Linked DNA regions of Sus scrofa: region 2 is linked to region 1. A link is a contact called in public HiChIP or PLAC-seq data. All regions are on one chromosome and are shown on one strand. The core of a region is the stretch at or near the end of the contact, and the rest is flanking DNA. Distances in the headings are between cores, read along the strand shown.

What was found. HiChIP or PLAC-seq counts read pairs in DNA pulled down with a chosen protein or histone mark.
Region 2: an H3K27ac HiChIP or PLAC-seq map of alveolar macrophages shows a contact between it and region 1. The contact joins two enhancer-like sites. A contact is called at or near these places in 1 of 47 Hi-C or Micro-C datasets (embryonic fibroblasts) and 1 of 2 datasets of contacts at active chromatin or transcription factors (alveolar macrophages).

Annotation. Positions count from the first base shown.
Region 1 is chr2:25,264,417-25,269,268 of Sscrofa11.1, forward strand. LOC102157601 (a long non-coding RNA gene) reads right to left here. Exons shown (of 7, transcript XR_001306887.2): 1 at 3,253-4,852. Among named protein-coding and RNA genes, the nearest start is that of LDLRAD3, 110 kb to the left of the region's middle. Within about 2 kb of position 1,820, at least 15 of the 83 cell types and tissues checked have an H3K27ac peak or open chromatin away from gene starts, as enhancers often do. A contact at or near this core is called in alveolar macrophages, where this site is marked.
Region 2 is chr2:25,590,099-25,594,822 of Sscrofa11.1, forward strand. It overlaps PAMR1 (peptidase domain containing associated with muscle regeneration 1), which reads left to right. Exons shown (of 12, transcript NM_001243643.1): 12 at 431-1,516. The coding sequence ends at 967. Among named protein-coding and RNA genes, the nearest start is that of SLC1A2, 11 kb to the right of the region's middle. Within about 2 kb of position 2,798, at least 1 of the 83 cell types and tissues checked has an H3K27ac peak or open chromatin away from gene starts, as enhancers often do. A contact at or near this core is called in alveolar macrophages, where this site is marked.

The DNA.
Region 1 (4,852 bases), core at 570-3,069:
GGAGACCGAGAGAGAGAACCTCAGAGTACCAGGGGAAGAGAGAACTAGATAGAGAGAGAGAGAGAGAGAGAGAGAGAGAGAGAGAGAGAGAGAGAGAGAGAGAGAGGGAGAGGGAGAGGGAGAGGGAGAGGGAGAGGGAGAGGGAGAGGGAGAGATAGGCAGGCAGGCAGGCAGACAGGCAGGGAGACAGACAAACAGATACATAGAACTAACGAGAAAGAGGGAAACCAATGAGAGAAAACCATAGCCTGGTTCTAGATACACTCTGATAAGGCAGCGTGCATTATGCTTAATGCTGTTTGTGAAGGCCTGAGCCTAAGAACTCTGGCCTATGCAATGCTTCCTTTTCGTATCAAAGAAGGAATCCTGGGGTGTCTCTTAGAATGTTCTAATGTGAGCTCTTAGGCCAGTAAACATACTCTCTTTTCTAGGAGATGGTAGCCAAACATGGATAAGAACTCAGGTTTCCCAAAAGCTACAGGACCTCAGGCAAATCATGTAATCTCTCTGGGCCTCAGTTTTTTTTTTCACTAGTTAAATGGGGTCCATCACACTCATCCCTAAATCAGTGTTTCCTAAAATTGTTAGCTGGAACACCAGAAAACCATGTCGTAGCCCCTTCTTGAAGTTCCACAATGCAACTGAACATATTACAAGGTCCAAGAAGTCCTAAAGGAAAGAAATCTGTTCAGCTTTGTTTAGCCCCCTCGCCACTCCATTTACTTGACTCCAATATATTCTATCATGGCTTATGCACATCTGGTGTCAGTGTGCCTGGGCTGCCATAACAAAGTACCAGACACTGGATGGTCCATCAGCAAGAATCTGTATCTCCCAGGTCTGGAGGCGGGCAGTCTGAGATCCTGGTCAGGTTCTGGGGAGAGCCCTCTTGGGGGTTGCAAACTGCTGACTCCTCACTGTTTCCTCACAGAAGAGATCCATGCTCGTGACCTAACTGCTCCACAAAGGCCCTGCTGCCTCATACCATCACCCTGGGGTTAGGATTTTAATACGTGAGTCTAGGGGGAATTGGAATACGCAGTCCAAAGCATTTGGCAAGATGTCCCTCTCCATAACTGGCCTCGTTCTCCTGGCCAGCCCCAGTTCTCATGTTCTCTCTCTCTCTCATACACAAGCACGTACATGGGACACACACACACACACACACACAGGAAGAAGAGCTGGGATTCTTAGAGAAAGCATTTTTCCCTTCCCACTGTCACTTCTTCCTACGCTAAGATCTAAGAGTGGAAGAGGCAGAGAGACCCTTCCATCTAGTTGACTCTTGCTCCTCATTTTATGAGTATTTGAGAGGGAAGCTACCTGCCAAACTCTGTACAGCTTATTGGTGGCAGAGCAGGGCTGGCACTCCTAACTCTCTTCTTCTCCTGGGAAGAGCAGATACCTTTTGGTGGCACCACGTGGACGCTCATGCTGGGGTAAATGTCGCTAAAAGTGTTTCTCAGGTTTCTGCATCAAGATGTAATATTTGGAGTAACTCTGGATACAAATGCCAGCAAGATGTCAGTTAGCAAGTCCACAAATATTTCTGAACATCTATTTCGTGTCAGGCAATTTTATCAGCATTGATAATACAGCATTGAACAAACAATACAAGCTTCAAAGAGGTACAGACAATAACTACATGAACAAATAAATACATATAATTTGAGATACTTATAATTAACATGGAAGTGTAACTGGATGGGTGTGGCAGAAAGGGCAAAGAAGTAGCCTTGGGGAGGATCAACAGCCCAAAGAGGACTCCGTTTTGATGAGTGATGGTCATCACACGGTAGTCACAAGCTACCACTAAGTTCCTCCTATGTGTCACGCGTGCTACTAAGCCCCGTAGGTCCAGTTAGTTAAGGACAGAGCCAGTACTAGAACCAAGTCTGCCTGCTACTAAAACCCAGTTATCAGGAGAAAGCTCATTCCATTTTCCAAGGACAAAAGACCACACCTTGCTCTATGCCCTGGAGATGCAACACGGGGGGTAAGCGGTTTATAATGTGAACAGTCTCTCCTGAACAATTTAGGCTACATTTTACTTTTCACTTCATTCCATCACTCTTAGGTCTGTCTACCCTTCAGAGACCCGCCTCTTCCCCAACACCACACACAAAATCATTTACATCCTATGTTACAACTATCTAACGCCAGTTACCTCAGAAGGGAAAAAAATAAGTTGCCATGAGTGGAGATTTTGTTTTTCCTATTCTGTTCCCTCCCATGAGGAAATCGCGATATTTTTTCTGAAATCAGACATTGTGTGAGGGTTTGGAGCTGAGAGGGTGAGGGGATGGATCCACCCCTTATGTATGTTCTCTTCAGTGGAAGGGTCTCAGCTGCTCTTCCTCCCAAATTGAATTCTCTTACTCTTGAAGAATGACCCAAGCAAAGAAATTTCCCAAACATCTGAAATCTGAGAATTTGTGCCTGGAATCCATGAGGCTCATGGTTTCCAGATGGAGAGACCGGAAGAGGCGGAGGAGCAGAGGAAGGAGCCTGGGAGGATAAAAGGCCAGGGGAAGCCTGAACTCTGGATCACTCTGCCTGCCCTGTGAACCAGGCCAGGCCTCTCATTTGTTCTGCAAGCCTGCCATTTGACAACGTGCCAGGCCTGAAGAAACACAGCCGTTGTGCACATCCTCCTGAGACTGTTCCACTGATTATTAGCAAGTAAGTCATTGTGAAATTGTCTCTTCTGAGGGCAGTGACTAACCTCAGCAGTGCAACAGAAAATAAAGCCCATGGCTTGGCTATCAAGGGGGGGCATAAACACTCCAGATGGATTTTCTCACCATCTTGGAAATGGCAAAAGACAGACACTTCTAGAAATCTTGGCTTCTTTACACCGCTTAACCATATGCAACAGTGGACCCCCAGGTGACCTAATTCTTCTTCCACATGTCTGGTCCTCATGCCAGAGTGGGGAAAGGGGCTTAAAAGGTGACCTAGTTTTGATGAAATTAACAGACAAATATAGTGTAACCACAAGTGGGCTAGACAGGGTCTCAGAAGGAATGCCCTTTTTTGATCAGACAGGCCAGAATCTTCTAGGGAAAAACGGAATTTAGAGAAAACAGATCAGAACCCACCTGTTAGCAAGTGGGAAACTGGCTTAAGTGTTGAGAAAATCCCCTTTTTTTGTTGTTATCGGTGGTGTCTTTGCCATCATCTCCACCCACAGTCACCCCACCGACACTCATCACCACTGCCACCCCTCACCAAGCCAAAGGGGAGTCTTACTTGTCTATCATGGTTCTTCCCATTTGGAAAACGCTATATTTGATACTAGGATACAGCCATCCAACTGGGTCAAAGGTCCCAGAAGCCTGAATGTGTGGAGAGAAACCAAATACAGAGAAGTTACTTTCAATTAACGCCTGTAATCTCCAGATATCCTGCTAAAAACGGTGAGGCAGCAAATGGCCGCCTGCAAGCCAGAGCACCTCACTCCGACGCAACGTTTTCCAGAGCCAGGCAAAGCATTCAAGCTCTTTACCACCTGACCTCCTGGCCTGGGACATGTCGATGTTCAACTACACGCTGGCTTGGGAAGGGAAAGCAAGCAGGGGAGGATGTATTCTGTAACGGCGTGACTTCAACAGACCGCTCATCTCACCCTGAGGATGGGATACTACTGCCTGCCTCCTCAGGCTGAGCAGAGCCCAGAATTTATGAACTTCTTCAGAGTATGATGTGAATCTGGGGTCTGAGCCAGGCATGATCTTCAGGTAAAGGTGGACAATTTCCCTCTCCCTCCCCACTCCTTTTCCTATTATTGCTGATTGTACTGTTCAGATATGAACTGTGATTTAATCCCTTCTGTTGTTACGGGTGCTACAAAGTAGTGGTTGCAGTGTCATTAAGAAGTAATTAGGTCAAAGAAAGAGAAAGACAAAAAGAAAGTAGAAAAAAGAGAAAACCTGTAGCAAATGATGAAATTCATCATTACCACAAGCAAAAGATGGAGAGGCATGGAAAATCCTTGCAAAGGGAATGCAGCTGATTAACTTGGATCATTTCTACATAGAAGCAACGTGGCGTGTGCTTTTACAATCAGGCAGTGTCGAAAGCAGTGCATCTTAGGAGAAAGGACAGTTCCAGTCACATGCTTCTAAATTTCTTTATCTTGGGGTCATCGGATCAGGCCCAGGTTGCCACAAAGTGCTCAATGATCCATGGGAAATGAATCATGTTTTCATTCTAGGGCTTAATATAAGCATTACCTCACTATTAGAAGCAAGTGATTCTGTGGTTGATGGCTCCAATGTGGATTAAGGTCAAAAGTGGCCCTGGAGACCAAATTCACTAGTGAGGGTCTGCCACACAGCTCCATGTGTCCTTTGCTTCTGGATTCTTTCTTCTCCTAGCAACAACTACTAAATACCAGCTTTCCAGGCTGGCATTATGTCTGCATAAGATTTATTCTTCTTGCAGCAAAAAACTGGAGAAATACAAGTGAGAATCTGTTATTCCAGGTTAAATTGTGTTACATCCAACTTGTGGTGAGGGTCCAGTTTCTTTTTGTTATAACCCCAATTTTGCTATAATGACTATTGCTTCAAATAAATGGGCAATTGACAGGGGCTTAGAGATAACAGGGATGCTTAAGTGATTTTTATAGTAGCAGTATTTGTTGTAACAGAATTTGACCTGTACTCTGGTTATTAGTTTTATTCATCACATTGAAAACTTGGCACTTCCATTGTTCATGCCATTATATGCAAAGCACTGTAGCATGAAAGTCACTTACAAAGCTTTTTTTTTTTTAAAAAAAAATTCTCTAAACACAAGACGTTCCTGGAACCAAAAAAACCTCAGGTAGGAAGATGTTTTGTTTTGT
Region 2 (4,724 bases), core at 1,548-4,047, 330 kb after region 1:
GCCACACGGGAAGTCCAAAGTGCTCTTATATATTTTCTTTAATTGGTTGTTTGCCAACATTTAACAATCAAGAGGTTTCAGCCAGAGATCTGAGTCTTTGCCAGAATTAGAGTTTCTGCATGGCAGCAGTCAGCTGGAGCAAAGAGGCAACTGCCCACTCTGCGTGGCGTGTGCACTTCCATTCTCCAAAACCTCCCTTGTCCACTCTGCTTATTTTATACCCCCTGCCAGCCCCTGTACATAGGCGTTTCTTGGTTTGCAACCCTGGAAAGAGAGCGATTGGTTTCTATGGTCCCTTGAACGGAGTATCTCTGAGTAATTGCAGCCATCTCTTAGACATGTCTTCCCGATAACGTAGCCCCAGGGCCTGCCTGTTGTCATCATGTGCAGCGGGCCCCTCACCGTTGCTGTCCATTCCTTGCCTTGGTAGATTTCTGCCATCATCCTGCATCCCAACTATGACCCCATCCTGCTGGATGCCGACATCGCCGTCCTGAAGCTCCTGGACAAGGCTCGCATCAGCAGCCGCGTCCAGCCCATCTGCCTGGCGGCCTCTCGGGACCTCAGCACCTCCTTCCAGGAGGCCCGCATCACCGTGGCCGGATGGAACATCCTGGCAGACGCAAGGAGCCCCGGCTTCAAGAATGACACACTGCGCTCGGGGGTGGTCAGGGTGGCGGACTCGCTGCTGTGTGAGGAGCAGCACGAGGACCACGGCATCCCAGTGAGTGTCACGGACAACATGTTCTGTGCCAGCTGGGACCCCACCGCCCCTTCGAACATCTGCACAGCAGAGACGGGCGGCATCGCGGCTGTGTCCTTCCCGGGACGGGCGTCCCCTGAGCCCCGCTGGCATCTGGTGGGGCTGGTCAGCTGGAGCTATGACAAAACATGCACCCACAGCCTTTACACAGCCTTCACCAAAGTGCTGCCTTTTAAAGACTGGATAGAGAGAAACATGAAATGAGCCGCAGGCCCACGGGGTGGCTTTTCCTTGCATCTATCCGTATGTGTGTGTTGCCCCAGGCAGTTTGGACCCGAAGTCTGCTTCTGCCCGTGAATTTGGCTGCACCAGGGCTTCTGATTTCAAAACCAGTGGAAGGTGCGTAGAGCTTACTTTCTGGTAAGCCACTGCCTCCCTGCCTGCTGGGACCATTTGGAAGACACCAGAGCCACTTGCAAGAATTCAGTGTCTTCAAAATAGATGATATGAACAGTGAAAAAAATCCTCCCGGTTCAACGGACCCAGTGGCCTTCTCCATGCCTTCTTCAGCGGTGTGACTGCAACTGCCATGGCCAACTCTGGTCAAGACTGGCTTCATCAGGTCTCTTCCCAGGCTCCAGCCAGACCGAGTTCTCAAGAGCTGCCTGTAGGACAGCCCCAGAAGGTAGAGCCTGGCTATGATGTTGGTGTCAGCCCACACTGTCACTGCCACAACACGACGTGGTCCTTGCCCTCTCCAATCCCCTGTACACGTTTTAATAAAACAAGGGTTGGCTTTGGACCCACAGAACAAGCGTGCCATGGCTCTGATTCCTGCATGCAGCCTCTTGGAGCTACATGTGTTGGGCCCAATGACTGGGTGGCAGCCCTTTAAAATAGATCCCCAGGAGTTCTTGTTGAATCCTCAGCAGGTTGAGAAGCCAATACAGTGTCCATAAGGATGTGGGTTCGATCCCTGGCCTCGCTCAGTAGGTTAGGGATCCAGCATTACTGTGAGCTGTGGTGTAGATCACAGGGACTGCTCGGATCTGGCATTGCTGTGGCTGTGGTGTAGGCCAGCAGGTGCAGCTGTGATTCGACCCCTAGCCTGGGAACTTTCATATGCTGTGGGTATGGCCCTAAAAAGAAAAGAAACAAAGACCCCCAGATTATAATTCCCAAATAATGCATATAGCAGATCTGATGCCATCTTTTCAATGCTAGTGCTTGCAGTTTGCTGGGTCACAGAGGGGGGCAGGGGGATGGTCAGATAAAGACAAACAGGGAAGTATCAGGGATTTGATGATCCTAGCACTTTCTTGGTCTCATGTTCTAGACTGAGCACACAACTCTGCTTTGAACCTCCCCAAACCTTTACCATTTACTGAGAATAGATACAGAACTGAATGAGACATTTTCATTGCCTCTAAATGGGAATCACCTATTTCCTCACACTGGCTTGTAGCTTTTTCTCTGTAACTTAAGTAATTTTCCTCTTGAGTCCCACCCTTGGCTACCAATGAATAATAGAGCGAAAAACATGAATCCAATCCAGTTCCCTAAGTGATCTTTTGGGGTGACTCACTCTTTCATCCTCTCCCCCCTGCTTTCATCACCATTTCCTCCTCTCCAAGATGGTGCCATGGAGGCTTATAGGACTTTAAGCCTTGAGACACAGTAGGACTCCTGAGTTCTTGCTGATTCTTTCTGTGTGGGAGTGTCTTTTTTTTTTTTCTTCTTTTTTTTAGAGCCACACCCATGGCATGTGGAAGTTCCCGGGCTAGTGGTCAAATCGGACCTATAGCTGCCGGCCTATACCACAGCCACAGCAACACCAGATCCTTAGCCCACTGAGCGAAGCCAGGGATCAAACCCAAATCCTCAGAGATACTAGTTGGGTTCATTACCACTGAGCCACAACGAGAACTCCCCTGCTGGGTCTTAGATGTGTTTAGTGGGACTTTCTCCTTCCTGGGCATTTTGCTGACATTGGGTGCTCAAGCCTGTAACTACTGTTACTTGTGCTATGTGGCCCAGTGGTCCTCCCTGCTGTGACTTGACTGCTCCCCAGCTCCGGCACTGATAGCCTGAGATTTGGGGGGACTCCTCTTTGACCTCAGTTTGGGTGACTCAGCCTCCTGGCCACAGTGACAGCCTCCCATGGTGGCTGCCCAGCGTGACTTTCAGTGACCTCCTCTTCCTCCCCTGGGGGCTTGTGGGGACTTCTCGGTCAGTCTTTTCCGTACCTCTTGAGGGCTGAGAACCCAGGGTTGGTACCAGGCACCTGGGAGACCCTTGCCTCCTAAAGACCCAAATAGGAAATTTACTCTTCCCTCCATGTGTCAGAGAGAACTTTGACCCCAAGGACTTTAGCCCCAAGGCAGGAGGTCACAACCATCTCCCAACCTCCCCATCTCTGTGTCTTTACATAATTCCCTGAGCCAGAAGAGAATTTCTGGTACTTTCTCCCTTTGTCAGGCTTTCTTGGGGCTTTCCACAAGTCCCATCCTCCTCTTTTCACCCACCCCTGCATCCTCATGGCTTAATCTCAAAGCAGTGTATTGGTTATCAACTTCCGAGTAACAAACATCCAACGCATCATGGGTTAAGCTGGAGTATTGGATTGGACAAGTATTTATCAGATTGCTCAAAGGGTTTTTTCTTTCTGCCTCAGCCTGGGAAGTTTGTGTCTTGAGAGGTGTCATGGAAGTCAGATCAACAAGATCTAAATTCAGATTCCTCTCTTTCAACTTATTTTCCATGATTTGGGGCAAGTCACCTCCCCTCTACCCCAGTTTCACCATTTGTCAGGTTGGCATGCTAAAACCTGTCTTTAGCTGTCGTAGTTAAGGGAACCACTGTATAAAGCAATGAGCATAAGACCTGGCATATAGTTGGGTGCCTATCATACCTGGCAGGACAGGGGCTGTCCAGCTGGGTACCGCTCCATAAAGCCTTCACATCTGCCCCTTCTCACCCAGGTGCCCCTGCTCATACTCTCCATTCTTTTTTTTTTTTGTTTTAATTTTTTCTTTGTGTAGCCACACCTTTGACATATGGAAGTACCCCGGCTAGGGGTTGAATCAGAGTCGCAGCTGGCACCTATGCCACAGCCACAGCAACCCGGAATCCAAGCACATCTGCGAACATGCACCTCAGCTTTCAGGTATTGGATCTTTAACCCACTGAGCAAGGCCAGGGATCGAACCTGCATCCTCATAGAGACAACGTTGGGTTCTTAACTTGCTGAGCCACAACAGAAGCTTCCATACTCTCCATTCTTTTTTTCTTCTTCTTCTTCTTCTTCTTCTTCTTTTGGCTGCCCTGCAGCCTATGGAGTTCCTGGGTCTGGGATCTGATCCAAGCCATGGTTGCAAGTTATGCTGCAGCAGCAGCCATGCCAGATCTGATCCTTTAACCCACTGTGCTGGGCTGGGGAACGAACCTGCGTCCCGGTGCTGCAGAGACACCACCAATCCTGTTGCTCCACAGCGACAGCTCCCCCATACTCTCCGTTCTCTAACTCTGTCCTGACCTCTTATCTGAACCATCACGTTCCCTACTTTCTTGACACTCTCTTTACTATTTAGTGTCATTTTCTGTCTTTGCCTCATCACTCAGATTTGGTTCACATTCATGTCATATCAGCTATGACCTTGTTCCCCTTAGAAGCTGAATCTGCCCCCTACCTCCCATCCTGGTGACACCAACTGAGGCTGCCTAGTTAATGGCTCCATGGCCACTTGCCCCTCGGCATAGATCTTCCTTCCCTGGTGCTGCCGCCATGGGCTGCAGGGACTCACTTCGACTCCAGGCCAGGACAAGAGCGACGGAGACGAGCCTGTCCCTTGGCCACATCTGGCACTGTAGGAAGGTCATCCATCTCCCTTTGTAACACAGCCCTGACATCTTAGGATAGAACTCCAAGGATGCAGGATCTCCGCTGAGCTGGAAATCTGGGTGTATATCAGGGTTTTTTCAGAGACTCAGAGTCATAGAAAATAAAGAATTACAATGACCA